Linked DNA regions of Oryctolagus cuniculus: region 1 is linked to region 2. The links are chromatin contacts, called in public Hi-C maps. All regions are on one chromosome and are shown on one strand. Each heading gives the region's core, a stretch centred on a gene start, on an enhancer-like site or on the middle of the called end of the contact. The rest is flanking DNA. Distances are from core to core; before and after follow the strand shown. Region 1 holds the start of HAP1 (huntingtin associated protein 1). Region 2 overlaps ODAD4 (outer dynein arm docking complex subunit 4).

What was found. Hi-C and Micro-C count contacts between places; a contact is called where the count stands out from the background.
Region 1: a Hi-C map of an unstated tissue shows a contact between it and region 2, with 4 times the contacts expected there. The contact joins the promoter of HAP1 here to the enhancer-like site in region 2. A contact is called at or near these places in 2 of 6 Hi-C or Micro-C datasets (ear pinna and an unstated tissue).

What each region holds. Positions count from the first base shown.
Region 1 is chr17:20,960,574-20,964,105 of mOryCun1.1, forward strand. It overlaps HAP1 (huntingtin associated protein 1), which reads left to right and starts at 1,464. Exons shown (of 13, transcript XM_051825678.2): 1 at 1,464-2,034; 2 at 2,989-3,065; 3 at 3,496-3,532. The coding sequence starts at 1,614.
Region 2 is chr17:20,797,850-20,801,669 of mOryCun1.1, forward strand. All of the region lies in intron 7 of ODAD4 (outer dynein arm docking complex subunit 4), which reads right to left. Among named protein-coding and RNA genes, the nearest start is that of ODAD4, 9.8 kb to the right of the region's middle. Within about 2 kb of position 1,957, at least 2 of the 8 cell types and tissues checked have an H3K27ac peak or open chromatin away from gene starts, as enhancers often do.

The sequences.
Region 1 (3,532 bases), core at 214-2,713, 160 kb after region 2:
GGTCTCCCATGGGGTGCAGGGCCCAAGCACTTGGGCCATCCTCCACTGCACTCCCTGGCCACAGCAGAGGGCTGGCCTGGAAGGGGGGGCAACCGGGACAGAATCCGGCGCCCCGACTGGGACTAGAACCCGGTGTGCCGGCGCTGCAAGGCAGAGGATTAGCCTAGTGAGCCGCGGCGCTGGCCAGGACCGCGCTTTCAATGGCTGGGCAAGTGAATCCCTGTGGGGCTGTGGTGGGTGTGTGGCACGAGGGGGCAGGTGGTGCGTTCAGCCTGCAGCCGGCAGCGGGCAATACCGGCTCTGGGAGAGGGAGGTCCTGCTTGAGCGGAGGAGGGGATCTGAGTGGGTCGCGCAGGTGTGGGCTGAAATGCGAACGCCGGGTTCTCAGCACCCTACCTGCAGGTGGGGCTTTGCTCTCCTCCTTTGTGGCTCCTTGTTCGCTTCCTTCTGAGAATTCACTGCAGCCTGTGATTATCTTGCTTGTCTGCCTCCTTTTTAGACTCTGAATTCCGAGGGAACAGACATCTGGTTTCTCTTGTTCCTGCTCTTGCCCCAGACGCAGGGCCTGACACGCACAGGAGGCCCTTGTACACATCTGTGGAATGAACAAGTGAGCCCAGAGGAAGGAGGTGGAGGGCTCACGCTGATCCCTCCTGGGTGGCGTCTCCTGTTGCAGCTGCATCACCTGGGCCCACAGGTACCAGGAGCTTCGCCTGGGTGTGGGGGCCCCAAACCCTGTGTAGGACTCAGGCTAGGAGCAGCGGCTGGGCCAGGGGCACCTGGAACTCCTTGGCTTAGGCGCATGAGCCAGGGGACGGGTTAGAGACGGATGAGAGACCCCGTGGGAGGATGTGGGGACACGGGATGGGGCGGCCTCCTTGAGTCTGAGATGGGAGGAAGCAGAAGGGCTGAGGAGGAGGCCAGCATTCGAGCGATGTTTCAGAGGCTGATTCAGTAGGGCTGGGCGCCGGGGTGTGCAGGAGAAGGCAGCGGGGACACCAGGAACGGTCCTGGGGCTTGGGAGGAAGCAGTGACCCAGGGGCCAGCCAGGGCCCCCTCTCGCCTGCCCCACGGCTCACCGGGGACGCTCAGGGAAGTCGCCCAAGGACAGAACAGGTGTCTGCCAGGCTGGCAGGAGGCAGACAAAGCCAAGTCGGCGGCGTTGCTGGCTGCGCACGGTCCCCCGCTCACCGCAAAAGGCACGACACCGCCGCGCCCACCGGTCACCCAGGCGGGCGCGACCCAGGGAAGGCGGGAGTGGAGGCCGCGGAGGCCGCGGAGGCGGTGGGCGCTAGTAGCTGGAGACCTGGCTGGAGTCTCGTCCGAGAGTTCTCGGGAGGCAGCGGCTTTGGGAGGAACCATTCTCCAGAGATGGGGGAGAGAGGGCAGAAACCCTCACTCTGAGCCCCCGCCCGCGGGGCGGGCGGGACGCTACGCCGCACTCTCCTCGCAGCCCGGCTTCTGCCTGCGTCCTCCGCTCTGCCCCCGCGCGCGCTCTGTCCCGCCGCCTCATTCTCGGCCACCCCCGTCCCCACGCGTGGCACGGCCCGGGGGTACCGGTTCCGCGCGCAGGTTATAAAGCACCGGCTGCGGCAGCGGACTGCGGAGTCGAGATGCGCCCGAAGGAGCAGGGGCAGGGCTGCGCCGGCGATGGGCTGGAGTCCGGCCCCGGCCCCGGCCCTGGGGATCCAGCAGCGGTCATCCCCGAACCCCCGCCCGCAGCCGGCCCCGCTCCAGAGCCTTCGGCCGAGCCCGAACCCAGCCCCGCGCAGGCACCGGGGGCCGGACCCGGAGCAGCCTCCGGGCCCCAGTCCGGGACCAAGTCCCGAGCCCAGCGCGCGGCTGCATTTTGGGCCGAACACGGGGACGCGCCCTGGACCCGCTTTGTGTTTCAAGGGCCCTTTGGTCCCCGGGCCACGGGCCTGGGACGTGGAAAGGCTGCTGGCATCTGGGAAACGCCGGCCGCCTACATTGGCCGGCGGCCCGGGGTGTCTGGCCCTGAGCGCGCCGCTTTCATCCGGGAGCTGCAGGAAGGTAACCAGGTCCCCGGGGACCCGGGACGGGCGGGACCCTCGCAGCTCCGGGGAGAAGGGGCCCCGTCGAGTCCGAGAGCCCCGCCCCCGGCTCTCGGTCCCAGCCGGCTACCCCCCCCCCCCCCCCCCGGCGGTGTCCTGTCTGAAGCGCTGTCTGGCCGCCCCCTTCCTATCTCTTGCTCCCCGGTGGCTCCCTGATTCCCGCGGGTGCGTCCGGGCTAGGGCCCGAAGCTCCCCCGCCGCTTCGGGCGCCTGTTGCTGCAGCGGATCTGCGCGCTCTCAGTGCCCCCTCCCCGTCTACTGCAATGCCAGGAGAGGGGCGGGGGGCTGCGGGAGGGCGCCGCCAGGCGCGCTCTGAGCCTGCGCTGGCCCACAGGGCTCGCCGGCGACCCAGAGCTGGTGGGCGGAGGGGCAAGCGTTGCGCACTTCTGGACTTCTAGGGGCCAGGGGAGTCTAGGTCGCGCTCCCGCCCAGCCTGGCATCTGCCCCTCTTCTTGTCTCCGTCCTATTCTGAGTCGGGGCGGGGCAGACCTCCGGTCTGGGTACCCCTGTCTCGGTTCTGGAAGTCTCTCCCTCCCCTCCTGTCAGTGCGCAACAGGTGCAGGGTGGGGACTGAGTCTGTTTCTGCGACTCGCGCGGCTTCATGGAGCCAGTGCGTGGCTGTGCTCCCATGCTGCCTCCTAGGTGCGGGGACCCGGGTGGCCTGGGAGTCCAGTTCCTGAGCCCCGAGGACTGCCACTCCCTCGCTTTACCCAGATCTCGCTATGGGGGCGGGAGTCTGGTCCAGTTGGCCCCTGGAGGCAGGGGCTGAATACTGGGGGGTGGATGAGTACTGGGGGAGGATGTTGGGGCAGGAAAGTGGCCCAGTGCCCTCCCTCCACGACCCCCGTGTGGACTCCAGTGGGCGCCTGGAGGCATAGCTTCCCTGGTTCCTGACTGCCTGTGCCTCCCGCAGCGCTGTGCCCTAACCTACCCCCAGCCAAGAAGATCACCCAAGACGATATCAAAGTGATGCTGTATTTGCTGGAGGAGGTGTGTACCCACTTCCCAGGCAGGCCAGCCCCGAGCCCTAGCCAGTCTCCCCCACCCCCTTTAGTTCTGCCAAGTAGCCTGGAAGGGTCTAGTCTGTTTCCTGCCTGCCTGAGTCTCTGGCAACCCAGCGGGGAGGGGAGGACGGTTGGTCTTCTGGAAGGCAGTGGATACAGGATGTTCAGGCTAGGGGAGAGCGCCCAGCCAGGCTGGTTAGAACTGCCTTTTTCCATAAGGGGCACTCACTGAGTCGGGTCCCATGGTGGGTTAGTGGCAGACTCCGGCCGGGCACATTGAGAACTGCAGGATGGGGGGGTTTCCCCTGAAGTCCTGGCCTCCTGCTGCCCCCTGTGCACCTCCGAGCCTCTCCCTCCCGTCTGGGAGAGCTTGACAATGGGGAAAGCAGTCACCACAGGCGGGGGTCTCTCTGCAGAGAGAGCGCGACCTGAACACGGCGGCTCGTATCGGCC
Region 2 (3,820 bases), core at 707-3,206:
CCTGCAGGCTGGCGTGAAACCCAAGCCCTGGGACCAGGGGACTCTGATCTCCGGGTGCTAGCCGGAGAAGGATGAGGTCTGGGGACAGTCCCCAAACTACCAACAGCAGGGCTAGGGGCAGCTGAAGAAATGTCTGCTGGACCCGAGCCAAGAGCATTTTTTTAATGAGCATGGACGTTTTGGGGAGGAAGACGTGAAGTCGCTCACACTGGACCTCTGTCGGCTACAGAGGAGGGGGCGGGACAACTCCTGGCAGGGCATCAGGAGACTCATGGCTGCTCCTGGATTGGCTGGGGTGAGCCATCAGGGGAAGTTAATAGGAACAGGGCCCTGGCCCTGTGGCCCTGTGGTCGGCTGTGGCGGGCTGTAGGGCAGAGTTTCATCATCTACCCAGGATTGTCAAAGTCTGTGTGTTAGCTTCACCTGCAGCTGTTAACTGATTAACTCCCTGCATTCCCTTCCAGCACCCTCGCTGGCCTTATCAACAGGGGTCCAGGCCCCCAGCTCTGCCACACCAACTGCAGCTCCTCAAATCCTCCATCCCACCATGCCTCTCGGCCTCTGGTGCCCTCTCCCTCCCCACTGTCCACCTCTGTCCACTCTCCTGTCCTCTCTGAAGTCTCCACCCCCACTCCGACTGCAGTGCTCTCCCCTGCCTCTCTCCTTGACCTTGGACCATGCTATGAATCTGCTGCTCTCCCAGAGCCTCTGAGGTCAATCTGCCTGTCCAGAACGGCTGCTCCGTTTTGGTGTGATGAAAGAGTGAATAAGCTGTAAGCATTCGTTTGTTCATAACAGTAATATGTAATAAATAATAATAGCAGGGGTTAAGCCTCTGCTTAGGATGCCTGCATCCCATGGTGCAGTGCCAGTTGGAGCCCTGGCTGCTCCACTTCCGAGCCAGCTCCCTGCTGGGAAAGCAGAAGACGGCCCAAGTGCTTGAGCCCCTGCCACCCACGTGGGAGACTTGGATGGAGCTCCTTGCTCCTGGCTTCAGCCGGGCTCAGCACCGGTATTTTGGGAAGCGAACCAGTGGATGGAAGATTCTCTTTCTGTCAGTTTGCCTTTCAAATATTAAATAAATATTTTAAAATAGTTATAGCAGCCATGAGATGTTGTGAAGTCATCTACGGAGCAGTCAGAAGTTGATGGCTGATGGCTCCGTGGCACAGTGAGCTAATCCTCTGCCTGTGGTGCTGGCATCCATATGGACGCTGGTTCTAGTCCCGGCTGCTCCCCTTCCACTCCAGCTCTCTGCTGTGGCCTGGGAAGCAGTAGCATATGGTCCAAGTCCTTAGGCCCCTGCACCCACAAGAAGCTCCTGGCTTTGGATCAGCTCAGCTCCAGCCATTGCAGACATTGGGGGAATGAACCAGCGGATGGAAGACCTCTCTCTCTGCCTCTGCCTCTCTGTAACTCTGCCTTTCAAATAAATAAATCTTTAAAATAATAAAAAAAAAAGAAGAAGAATTTGAAGGCCGGGGGCACTGAAGAAGCCACTTAGACACGGGCGAATGCAGGGCACGTGGAACTCACGAGGAGGGTCCAGGAGAGGCCCATCTGTGGCTGGGAGAAAGGAGCAAAGATTGCTCAGGATACCTGTTTACCTCTCAGCCGCCGCGCACATTACAGGCCCATCATGGGCAGGGGCTGGGCCTAGAAGACAGCCCCTTCCGTAGGGCACCTGTGGGAGGCAGCACGGGCGGGGTTCCCAGCCCCACCCCCGGGGGGCACACGCAGCCTGTCCTGGAGCTGGGCTCCCATGCGAGCCTGGAGGAATGAGTAGGCGGCAGCCTGAGGAAGCAAGTGCTGGGGAGAGAGAGGATATTTACCCCCAGCCGGGGAGCAGCAGGACTGTGGGAGCAGTAGGACAGAGCACAGGACTGGCAGCCCTTTGAGCGCCCTGAAGAGAATCAGGTCAAGGGAGGCCGGAGCAAGCTAGGCCGGGAAGGGCCGCGCATTGCGCAAGGTGCTGGAGCTGTGCCCATCGCTTCACAGGAGGACTGCGGAGCTGCAGGGAGCCCAGGTCAGAGCCGGGCAAGGAGCACAGGGAACCAAGCAGGCACCATGGGCCCAGCAAGGGAAGGGAGGTGAGCGGGCAGCTTCCGGCGGGCCGACCACGCCCTCCTCGGGGAGAGGAGCCCCAGAGCGTGAAAGACGCAAAGACGGTAAGGGACCCCAATTTGGACATGGTGGGTGTGCATCTGCTGTGGGGTACTCCAGCAGAAATGCCTTGGAGTCCGTTGGACATGCAGGTCCAGGCCTTGGAAGAGGGGTGTGGTGAAGTGGAGACGGCCAGGTCGCTAGTGCGTGGGAGTCCACACAGTACTCCCTGGAGTCGGTATCATCACGCCTTCACTCGGGGTGAGGAAACGGAAGCCATGAGCAGCTTAAGCCACACAGATCCTGAGTGGCACAGCCAGGACTCAGAGCCCGGTCTGGCTGCAAAGCTGTTTTTTCACCGCTGTCTGGAGCGAGCACGCGGTGATACCCTCGCTCAGTGCGGTGAGAGCAGGCGAGGAGCAGCTCGTGGGACTTGTGGAGGTGGAGAGGAGGGGGCGCGAAGCACAGAGGTGGCTGTGGAGAGGGCCTGAGTGCCGGCTGCAGGCGGCGAGGGGCTAATGCCTGTTTGTCAGCAGCGGAAGGAGAGTTGGAAAACGAAAGTCGTCTTTGGAGAGCTGTGGGAGCAGCTGGAGAGCCAGCAGAGGCAGGGGGAGCAGCAGGAGGAGGAGCTGAGGGCTGAGCCCCTGGGGACGAACGCGGGACAGGGCGGGCGGGCAGGCGGCCTCGTGTTAAACTCATACTCTGTATCTGAGTGCCTGGGTTCAATACCCGGATCTGCTCCTGACTCCAGCTTCCTGCAAATGCAAATCCTAGGAGGCTGCACTGATGGCTCAGGAAATTGGGTTTCTGTCACCCTCTTGGGAGACCTGGATGGCGTTCCTGGTTCCCAGGTTCTGTCTAGCCTAGTCGCAGCCATTGTAGGCATTTGGGGCAATGCAGCAGAGCTTTCTGTCTCTTAAATAAATAACTTTAAAAAATTTAAAAACAGAAATGTATATGTTAATGTCGTTTAGCTATTTTTATCTATTTCAAAGGCAGAGCAGTAGAGAAAGAAAGAGAAAGAGATCTTCTGTCTACTTGTTCATCATCGTCCCCCAAATGCCTGCAACGGCCAGCACTGGGTCTGTCTGAAGGCAGGAGCCAGAACTCCCTCCAGGTTTACCACGAGGGCGGCAGGAGCCCATGCACTTGGGCCATCTTCTGCTGCCTTCCCAGGTGCATTAGCAGGCAGCTGGATCAGAAGCAGAACAGCTGGGACTTGAACTGGGGCTCAGCTGGGTATCGAGCCACTGTGCCACAATGGCCCTTGTCCTAAATTCTTGACAAGGACTTTTGCATTTCACTCTCCTGCACGGGAGGTACTCTGGTGATGCCACGTGACTGAGGAGGAAGTACACGGGCTGAGCAAGATCAAGCGACTCGCCTTAAGGCCCCGTAGCTGGCGGTGCAAGTCCCTGAGCCCAGGTGTGCCCGTCTCCAGTGCCCCTGCACCGTGGTTTCCAAGGCCCTCCCTGATCCGACCCCTGTACAATACCTCCAGCCTCCTCTTGGCTATCCTGCAGTGCCCCACTGTCCAGCTGTGAGCGTCTTCCTGCCCTACGGCCTGCCCACGGGCCCGGTGTGCGCCCGCACTCACTCAAGTCCTCCAGGAGTATGCTGCTGTTCCTTCATGGCACCTCCCACGACTGCCATCAGTCAGCTATGTCACCTCTTGTTCCATATCTGTGGGGAAGTGACCCTTGCTCGTATCTGGTCA